Regions from separate parts of the Macaca mulatta genome. Here region 1 is linked to region 2. A link is a contact called in public Micro-C data. All regions are on one chromosome and are shown on one strand. The core of a region is the stretch at or near the end of the contact, and the rest is flanking DNA. Distances in the headings are between cores, read along the strand shown.

The links. A called contact is a pair of places that touch in the nucleus more often than the background predicts.
Region 1: a contact with region 2 is called in a Micro-C map of CD4 T cells, with 3 times the contacts expected there. The contact joins the promoter of BCL2A1 here to the promoter of MTHFS in region 2. A contact is called at or near these places in 5 of 14 Hi-C or Micro-C datasets (CD4 T cells, blood, fetal cortex germinal zone and 2 more).

The regions. Positions count from the first base shown.
Region 1 is chr7:58,172,336-58,177,868 of T2T-MMU8v2.0, reverse strand. It overlaps BCL2A1 (BCL2 related protein A1), which reads left to right and starts at 3,780. Exons shown (of 2, transcript NM_001261278.1): 1 at 3,780-4,346. The coding sequence starts at 3,927.
Region 2 is chr7:58,112,206-58,117,407 of T2T-MMU8v2.0, reverse strand. MTHFS (methenyltetrahydrofolate synthetase) reads left to right here and starts at 3,049. Exons shown (of 3, transcript NM_001266078.1): 1 at 3,049-3,209. The coding sequence starts at 3,093. LOC144330034 (a long non-coding RNA gene) reads right to left here. Exons shown (of 2, transcript XR_013395854.1): 2 at 3,067-5,202.

The sequences.
Region 1 (5,533 bases), core at 2,531-5,030, 60 kb before region 2:
CAGAATGGTCTCGATTTCTTGACCTCGTGATCCACCCGCCTTGGCCTCCCAAAGTGCTGGGATTACAGGCATGAGCCACTTTGCCTGGCCTTGTACTTTTTTTTTTTATATATAAGTAGAGATGGAGTTTCACCATGTTGGCCAGACTGGTCTCAAACTTCGGACCTCAAGTGGTCCGCTTGCCTCGGCCTCCCAAAGTGCTGGGATTACAGGCATAAGCCACTACACACAGCCAAAGATGCTTGATTGCAATTTTAAAACCACATGCTTCTATTATTATTATTATTTTGAGGGGACAGGATCTCACTCTGTTGCCCAGACTGGAATGCAGTGGCACAATCTCGGCTCATCGCAACCTCCACTTCCTGGGTTCAAGAGATTCTCCTGTCTCAGCCTCCCAAGTAGCTGGGATTACAGGCATGTACCTCTACTGCCAGACTAATTTTTGTATTTTTAGTAAAGACGGGCTTTTGCCATGTTGGCCAGGATGGTCTTGAACTCCAGACCTCAAATTATCCACCCGCCTTGGCCTCCCAAAGGCACGAGCCAGCACGTCCGGCTGCTGCTGTTATATTTGAAGAAATGTTCAGCACCAAGGGAATGTAATGGGGGAGAGAAAACTCAATCTTCCCATCCTTTCCCTGGTTCTTATGATGCTCAAAGATGATTTAAGGAGGGAAAGCAGCCTGCTCTTGGCTTTGTGCTCCTGTGGGCCAACAGGCACAGTCTAGGAGGCATGGGAGAACTTTCCCAGCGGAATTCCTGGAGAAGTAGCTTGACCACATATCTGTATGCTCCTTTGTGCTCTACAGGTCCTGTATCAGTCTGGGTACTCCAAGAAAATGTCATGAGGGGATTAAATGTCTAACAGATTTAATTGGTAAATGATTGTGGTAAATACCTGTGAGGGAAAAAAGGGAGGGAAGCAGAAGAGACTACAGAGCCGTCAGACAGACTACAATTCAGGACTGACCTCTGCGAAGGAGAGAAGGAGGAAGATGGGGTAGGGAAGTCTTCCATGACAGTGCAGTCAAAGGAAGTTTCAGCAAAGCCCATGGGGAGTCATTGAACCAAAGTTACCTATCAAAGGAAGTTGACTTGCAGAAACCGGTCTTAAGGTTCCTGCTTTGCTCAGTCATTGTCTGGGAACAGCCTATAGGATATGTGGCCTCAGTGCAAAGCTGTGGTAGATTCAAAGCACTGAGGCTGGGGCCCTTAGTCAATTAAACCACTGCAGTAGGTCTGAAAGGTGCATTTTCATGGCTGCCACTCTATTAACAAGCATTCTAAGCAACACCTCTCCTTTCCTCCTTAATCCTATGGTGATAGTTCAGAAACGCAAGTTTTATATGAATCATTTTTCCTATTTGCAGCTGGTCACAGACAGGATAAAAGACTCAAAGTCACTCCATATGTGGATGGAAAAAAAAAGTGAATTCAATTTCTCCAGCGACTGTGAATTGTCTCCTTTTTCATCCACCCACTGCAAACCTTTTCTCAGATTTGCTGTCATAGCTAAATAAAATGAGATTTGCATTTCACTTACGAAGTTATACCCTTGCTAGGTAAAGAGATGACTGGGAGGCCAAATTCCTCATTAGTCCACAAAAGAACAATGGGGAACTAGCTTTGATTACGCACCTACGTTTTACCAGGCATGGTGATAGAGGCTTTACACAGGTCATCCCTTTGAACTTCACCTCAGCCCTCTGAGGTCAACATGTATTGCCTCATTTTACAAATTAAGCACAGACCCAGGGTACACACTTAGGAAAGAGAGATTTGACTGGGACTGAGTCCAGGCCCTCTGACTGTAAGTCCAGTGCTCTTTCTGGTCCCGAAATTTCTAATCCACACATTGGATAGTTTACCTGAGTTAAAAATGTGAATTAAGTCAGGCTTAAAGCAGAATTTTGTTTTCTATCAGAAATCCTAGAGCAGGCGGAAGGTGAAGACCAAAGAAGATATTTTCTTTTTCTTTTTTTTTTCTTTTTTTTTTTTTTTTTGGAGATGGAGTCTCGCTCTGTCGCCCAGGCTGGAGTGCAGTGGTGCAATTTCGGCTCACTGCAAGCTCTGCCTCCTGGGTTCAAACGATTCTCCTGCCTCAGCCTCCCAAGTGGGGAGTACAGGCGCCTGCCACCATGCCCATCTAATTTTTTGTATTTTTAGTAGAGACGGGGTTTCACCGTGTTAGTCAGGATGGTCTCGATTTCCTGACCTCATGATTCGCCTGCCTCGGCCTCCCAGTGCTGGGATTACAGGCGTGAGCCACGGTGGCTGGCCCAAAGAGGGTATTTTCTTTTTTTTTTTTTTTCTGAGACGGAGTCTCGCTCTGTCGCCCAGGCTGGAGTGCAGTGGCCGGATCTCAGCTCACTGCAAGCTCCGCCTCCGGGGTTTACGCCCTTCTCCTGCCTTAGCCTCCCAAGTACCTGGGACTACAGGCGCCCGCCACCACAGCTGGCTAGTTTTTTTTGTATTTTTTAGTAGAGACGGGGTTTCACTGGGTTAGCCAGGATGGTCTCGATCTCCTGAAAAGAGGGCATTTTCTTCTTCCCTCTCTGTATCATCCTTACTCAATTACAGATGATCAAGGGCAGTACTGCCAGAGTCACCTCGAGAGGCCCTGTTCTCTGCCACCCAGACTGTTCTGTAGTCTCCATTCCAAATTGTCTTTACTCCGGTTTACCTCGTGGATGGCATTTAAGACTTTTCTTAAATTTGAAATTCACAAAACCGTTTTAAAGTAAACAATTCAGTGGCATTTAGTACCTTCGCAGTGTTGTGCAACTTCCACCTCTATCTAGTTGCAAAACATTTTCTTTTCTTTTTTTTTGGAGACAGAGTCTCGCTTTGTTGCCCAGACTGGAGTGCCGTGGCGTGATCTTGGCTCACTGCAACCTTTGTCTCCCGGGTTCAAGCAATTCTCCTTCCTCAGCCTCCCGAGTAGTTGGGACTACAGGCACATGCTGCCCGCCGGCTACATTTTTGTATTTTGATAGAGACGGGTATTCACCATGTTGCCCAGGCTGGTCTCAAACTCCTGAGCTCAGGCAATCCACCTGCCCTGTCCTCCCAAAGTGCTAGGATTACAGGCGTGAGCCAACGGCCCGGCCTTGCAAAACATTTTCATCACACAAAAGAAAACCTTCTACCCATTAAGCAGTTACTCCTCCCTCTCCTCAGTCCCTGGCAACCATCAATTTGCTTTCTATTCCTATGGATTTAACTATTCTGGATATTTCATAGAAATAGAATCACATAATGTATGACCTTTTCTGTTTGGCTTCTTTCTATTAGCCTAATGTTTTTGAGGTTCATTCCTGGTGAAGCATGTATGTATCAGTTCTTCATTCCTTTTTTTGAATGAATAATGTTCCATAATTTATTTATCCATTCATCTCTTGATGAATATTTGAGTTGTGCCCAGCTCTTGGCTATTGTGAATAGTGCTGCCATGTACATTCGTATGTAAGTATTTGAGGATCTGTTGGTTGTGTACCTATGAATGGAACTGCTGGGTCTTGTGATAATTCTGTATTTAACTTTTTGAGAAACTGCCAGCCTTTTCACAGGGGTTGCGCCCTTTCGCATTCCCACCAGCAATCTACAAGGATTCTAATTTCTCCACATCCTGCATTTAAGACTTGTAAAGCTGAATTAATCACAGGATGAGGAAGTGGCCTCTCTGAAACATTTTCCTCTTTCACATTTTAAACTTTCTCTTTCATACACGACATGAAACACAGCCTACGCACGAAAGTGACTAGGAGGAAGGCCATTATAAAGTGATGCAAACAGAAATTCCACCAACCTCCACGTATCATCATGTGTCATAACTCAGCCAAGCTCAGGGAGCATTCTCGTCACATTGCCTCAACAGCTTCAAGGTGAGCCAGCTCAAGACTTTGCTCTCCACCAGGCAGAAGATGACAGACTGTGAATTTGGATATATTTACAGGCTAGCTCAGGACTATTTGCAGTACGTTCTGCAGATACCACAACCTGGATCGGGTCCAAGCAAAACGTCCAGAGTGCTACAAAAGGTTGCATTCTCAGTCCAAAAAGAAGTGGAAAAGAATCTGAAGCCATGCTTGGACAATGTTAATGTTGCATCCATAGACACTGCCAGAACACTATTCAATCAAGTGATGGAAAAGGAGTTTGAAGATGGCATCATTAACTGGGGAAGAATTGTAACCATATTTGCATTTGAAGGTATTCTCATCAAGAAACTTCTACGACAGCGAATTGCCCCGGATGTGGATACTTATAAGGAGATTTCGTATTTTGTTGCTGAGTTCATAATGAATAACACAGGAGAATGGATAAGGCAAAACGGAGGCTGGGTATGTGTGATGGAAAAATTCTTCATTGTTCTTTACTGTGAAATAGAAATTGAGAATTTCCTTGCTAATTAAAACAACAAAACACTTACCTAAGAATACTAGTTTCCTTGGGTGGTTTGTTTTAATTTTTAAAATAATATACTTTCTGGCTTATTTCCGATGAATCCTTGAACTTGAACTTTATAGTTGGAAAGTACTTGTGTTTCCAGTTTTTATTCCTAACAGTATAAATTACAGTAGTGAAGTTTGGGGACTAACAAAGCACCTCTCTCATTCAGCTTCACAGTCAGCTGTGTACACACTCTAATCTAGTACTTAGCTTTTGCTAGGGTTGTCATGACAGTACAGACAGTACAGAAATTTCCACAATCAGTACAGAAAGAGTTGCTATTAGATGCTGTTATTTTTAGGTATTTATAAGGTTGCAAAAGACAGGTGTAAATTTTTGTAAGTTCATTGCTTACAAATTGGTGTTTTTCAGTTTACTAATACATAGCAAATTGTAACATATACTAATGTATAGCAAATTATATATAATGTATAACAAATTATTACTAACAATAAATTCTGGGCTGTTAAAGTTTGTTGATTAAAACATAATGTACAGTATCACCAGCAAGAAACTTTATTCAAGAATTTTCAACTAAAAATTCACTTTATTATCCAGTGCCTCAAAAAGCCAAGACTGTGTAGGGGCCTGTGTTGAAACTCATGTTGGTAAAAAGCCTGACACAGCTGGATGTATATGCTTTCCTTTATATCCCAATATACTTAATGATTATTTTTTTAAAGCACGTAAGTGTTCATGAATCCTCTCTCCAACGCCTAATTCCTGGCCTTCACCTCTCCCAAGAGGTAACCACTGTTATCAATTATTTTGCATGCAAAACATGCCTACTGTATATATCCATAGAAAATAAACAATACTTCTTTGTAAAAAATTTTTTGTAAAAAAAGTTATGTAAAATGTGTATGTATGCTTATGTATATGTTTTACATAACGTATCTGTTATACCATATAACACATACTTTTTTACATATACACATAATTTTTTATATATACAATAAATTTTGTGTACATATTTTTACATGTGTATATGTAAAAATAGTACATGGTACTAATTCTGCCACTTATTATTTTATCCAGAGTTATTTAAAATAGTATTAAGAATGCTGTGTATATTCTG
Region 2 (5,202 bases), core at 1,800-4,299:
CAATATTAAGTTACACTATGCTCTGAGCTACTTGCAGGCATTTGTAACCCTAGGTTCTGGAACCTATAAGATGCAGACACAAATGTTTGCTAAATGAATATTTGAAAAAAATTATTTTAACAATTTTTGAGTATTTTTGCACTTGTTTGGAAATGAATGGAGTGGAAAGAAGTAGGGTGTTTGCATTCTAATCCAGATCCAGGCACCAAAGGGTTACCTAATCTTAGATAACTTATTTTTTTTGTAGGCCTCACTTTCCTCATTTGTTAAGAGAGGGCATTAGGCTAGATGATCTCAGAGGTACTTTTCAGTGAGGATTTTATGATTATAGATGATAAATTAAATAAAATGTCCAGTTAATTGGGTTATCCTACATTTTTAAAACTATGTCCAATCACAAAGAGAGTAGATTATAAAAGAAACCATCAACCTTTTCATAGCTTCAAAGGTATTGGTTTAATTTGGATTTACTGTGAGTTCTCATGAGTTTCAATACAATGCAGTTTACTGTATAATAGAATTCATATTACAAATATAAGTGCATTGAAATCAATGGACAATTAAACAAGAACGAGAACAACAAAATACTTTTTATCCTCTAGAGCTGTGCTTGCTGTCCACTATGGTAGTGAAATGTGGCTAGTCTGAATTAAAATGTGCTGTAAGTACTAAATACTCATGAGATTTTGAAGGTTTGTTATAAAAAAAAAGAATATCTCATTAGTGATTTGACATTGATTACATATTGAAATCATCACTAAATATATCTTAAAAATTAATTTTTCCGATTTTTATACTTTTTAAAATGTGGCTACCAAAAATTAAAATTACAGATGTAGGTCACACTGTGTTTCTGTTACACAATGCTTCCTTTAGAGGGACAGAAGGGGTAGAAGATTAACTATTTGCATTATTTAAATGAAAATATTTTTGCTTTTTATTCCAGCATAATCTCCAGTGATTTTTTAAAATGTTAAATTTATTCTCTCAGGAAAATGGCTTTGTAAAGAAGCTTGAGCCTAAATCTGGCTGGATGACTTTTCTAGAAGTTACAGGAAAGATCTGTGAAACGCTATCTCTTCTGAAGCAATACTGTTGACCAGAAAGGACACTCCATATTGTGAAACCGGCCTAATTTTTCTGACTCTTAAGAAAACGATTGCCAACACATACTTCTACTTTTAAATAAACAGCTTTGATGATGTAACTTGACCTTCTAGAGTTACAGAAATTTTATCCCTATTTAATAAATAAATTGTATGTAATTTTCTCTATATGCCATTTTTGTCTTCATTTTTGGAGTCTGCCTGGAAATTCAGCCAAAGGGTAAAGCTCAACACAGGAGCCAGGCAATTAATTATGGGATGATGATTAGGAAGGGGGTATCTTTTCTGCAGACTTTTAAGGTGTGCCCATTACCCAAAAGTCCTCCGTGTCACTAGGCTAGACTGCAGACTAGACTGAGAAGCAGACTCAGGCTAGAAGCAGACTCAGGTCGCCTTCCCTCTTCCCTCCTTCCTTCCTTCTTTCCCATGCTGTCTGCAGTTTCCAGTGCCCCTGGCTGCTTAGAGTTTCCACTGATGCCTCCTTCCCAGCCTTCTCTCTCTGGCTTGCCATTTGGGGTTGATGGATATGGCAACCTGGTATGCAGGATACTCTGCGATATTCTGAACAAAGAAAATTAGGTAAGTGATTCAACGTGGAGCTAATGCTAATTTTTTTTTTTTTTTTTTGGTAAAAATGAACAGATTAGAAAATTACGTAGTTTGTTAGACCTCATGTTCTAATTTTTAGGTCAGCAAATCTGATTGCAATATGTATACGCTATATCTGCCTGGCCTTCCCTTCTTCTTACAACACAATCCCCCTGGGACTTGCATTACCTTTCCCCGGAAGCTGTTGATAGATTCCATAAAGAAGCCAGATTTCCCCTCTCAAGCCATGTGCATTCTCGCCGGGCACTTTTATGCTTTACTTAGGAGGTGTGATTCTTAACGGTGGGGATTAGGACACTGGGGCTGTCAGTAGGGAAGTAGTTTTGGAAGAGGCAGCTCTGGTTTTAGGAAGTCACATCTGAGAGGCAATCTGAGGCGCCTGTCTACTGGGAGCAGTTCAAGACTTCACAGTTTCTTTTACCTCTTCCTGCGAGTGCCTCACCCACCCCCTAAACTGCTTTCAGTTTTAATTCATTTTTGTGTTTTAATCAGAGCTGAGTGGTGGGAATGAACAGTCACTGATGGTTATAACAGGAAGTACCTACATGGGCACTATGACCTGGAATACATTCACACTAGAATCCACAAAATTTGGCTTTTACACTACAGTTACTGCTTTAACAATATTCCCGACTATGTATCATCTATACATTCATCACATAAGGACATTTCCATCAACCACTGTGGTCTCTTAAGATTATAATGGAACTGAAAAATTCCTAATACCTACTGATGTGGTAGCCAACCAACACATTACCTTTTCTGTGTTTAGATGCACAAGTATCATGGTGCTACAATTGCCTACAGTATTTGGTACAAAATACGCTGTACAGGTGTGTAGCATAGGTGTGTAGTAACTTTGTAACTACACTCTTTATGTTTGCACCAGAAGGAAATCGGGGCATCTGTCAGACATATCCCTGGAGTTAAGCGACTCGTGACGATTTCGCTACTTGTCCTGCCTTGCCCTTCTGGCCCCTGAAGTCCCAGTACTCAACAGTACACGAGATGCCAGGCACCGTGGGTACTGCCGGCCGTCTTTACCATCCCCGCCAGTGGCGCTGCCGCCTCCGCGGTTCGGGTGAGGGCTCGGGCTCAGGGAGGTCAGGCGGCAGGGCAGCGACGGCGCCTCGCCAGAGCTCCCGGTAGCCAGGGAGGGCGGGCCGGACCATCGGCGGCCGCACGAGGGCTGGCTCCCAATGGCCGGAGGCCAGGCAAGCGCGCGGCACGCCAAGGGCCCGCGTCCCGGAAGCGGGGTGGGGGCGCTTCCCCGAGTCCCGACCCGCCCCTAGGCCGCGGATCCACCTGGGAGCGGCCAGGGGCGGAGACCAAACCCCAGGGCGCCGAGGGTGGGATTGGACTGGGCTTGGGCGTGAGATGGCGGCGGCAGCGGTGAGCAGCGCCAAGCGGAGCCTGCGAGGAGAGCTGAAGCAGCGTCTGCGGGCGATGAGCGCCGAGGAGAGGCTACGTCAGTCCCGCGTACTGACCCAGAAGGTGCGAGGCCGCCTGTAGCGGAAGCCGCGGCGGACAGACTCTCTGAACGCCTGGCTGCCAGCGATTGCTAATCCGTGCCTGGTCAGTGCAGGCGCAGGGCTAGGCCCTCCCGGCACGCGCACGTTTCCCCTCCAGGCGCGCGCACGTTTCCCCTCCCGGCGTCCGCACGCCCGTTCCTGGCGCGCGCCCGTCCCCTGGTCGTAGTCTGGCTGTTCTTCGCACTGTGGCGGAGAGGGGGCCCGGTAGTGAAAGTTGTGGGGCTAAAGAGCGAGAGGACGGCAGGGGTTGACAGATTTATCTCTGGGAGGGGAGTTCGTTTGCATGGGTGGCACCTTTGGTGCTCGAAAACTCCTCCGCGGGGATGACGGTACTGTGGTGAGAGCAGGGTGAGAACAGAAAGTTGTGGTAGAGGAGATGGGTGAACTCTTGAGTGCCCAGGTTCCCTCAGTGAGTCCTAAAGTTAATGAGCTACGAGTCAGACTCCAGTTACTTTAGTAAAATGGCCAGAGAAAGATGCAGGTGCTTCAGACAAGGGAACACCAAAAAAAGTGTGGAGATGCCAAAGGTCAGAACTCAGATGTTGACTGCACTTCACTAAGTATATGGAGGGCTAAGGCTGTGTCTCAGTAGCTCCAGGGCCTAGGCCTTTCCTGTCTCAGAGTTGGTCAACATTAAATGCTTTTTGTTGAGTGAATGAAAGGAAGACGTAGCTGTCATACCCAGGCTTCCCCAGAACATAGGAAACAGAAGAGAGAAATGAGAGGAGTAAATGAGAGTCCCTGTTTGTTGGTTAGCAGACCTCTGTTTTATTATTTTCACCGACTGCACTGCTATGTATTTTTAGTCTGTCTATGTAATATCAGTTTTCTTATCAATAAAATGGGAGTCATATCCTGTCTTGAAGGCATGTTCTAAAGAGTTTTTGGGGACTCATTTTTGTTAGACACCAGAGGAAGAAAAATTTAATGTCCCCTGAATAAGTACGTATGTGTAATTCTGTTGTAAGTCAAACTGATGATCTGTCTTCCCAGCATCATGCCTCAGAGACACCAGTGGATATTTGGAGACTTGATGTTCCTTGGAATTAGTTATACCATCAGGCTTTCGTAATTACCCCTCACTATTCTATTATCCGTTATTTGCTCAAATTCAAGGTGCCAATGGGTTAAAGCAGTAAATCAGATATACTTATTTCACCCCTCTCTTCATCTATGTAGGTGTGCATGAGGGAATCTGTACAGATGTTAATTCGGTCGTTCAAACAATTATTTTAGCTATTATGAGGAAGCATTGCTGGGTGTTTTAGTATATGTAAAGGATATACACTCTTGTCTATATCTAGTTGTTTAAAATTTAGCTAATTCATTCACATATGTTGAACACCTAAGTAGTGCACACTTGGCTATGTACTGGGTTGTGGACATGAAAAAGATGATTGTTACTCTAAAGGAGCAGATAGCCTCAAAGAGGAAACAGACATGAATAAAGAATTGCATTGAAGCCAGATCTATGATAAAGGTAAACACCAATATTGTGGAAATGTAGCCTTGGGGAGGGGGAATTGGAAAGCTTTCTATTGCAAAATGTTGAGGTGAATTTTGGAGAACAAGATGAATTTTTTCGGGTGAAGGGAAAGATGGGATAGGGGAGTGTGAGTAGGGATATTTAGGCAAGAGATGACAGGATACAGTTTAGCATGGGCGTTGGAACTACACAGATCTGGGTTTAATCTGGCGCCACTGTCTTTTAACTGTATATCCTTGGACAGGTCTCATAATCTCTCAGAACCCTTGGTTCCTTGTCTATAAAATGGATAATATCACTCTTGTAGGTCGATTGTGAGAGTTAAAGAAGTGTGTAAAGGGATGTATTCAGTGCTTTACCTATTTTTTGATATGTCCTTTAGGAAGGGTATACTGGCAGCATTTGGGTAATGGGTTGAGGAATGAAGAAAGAAAAAAAAAAATGGAGACCAGTAAGGGGCTGTTGTGCC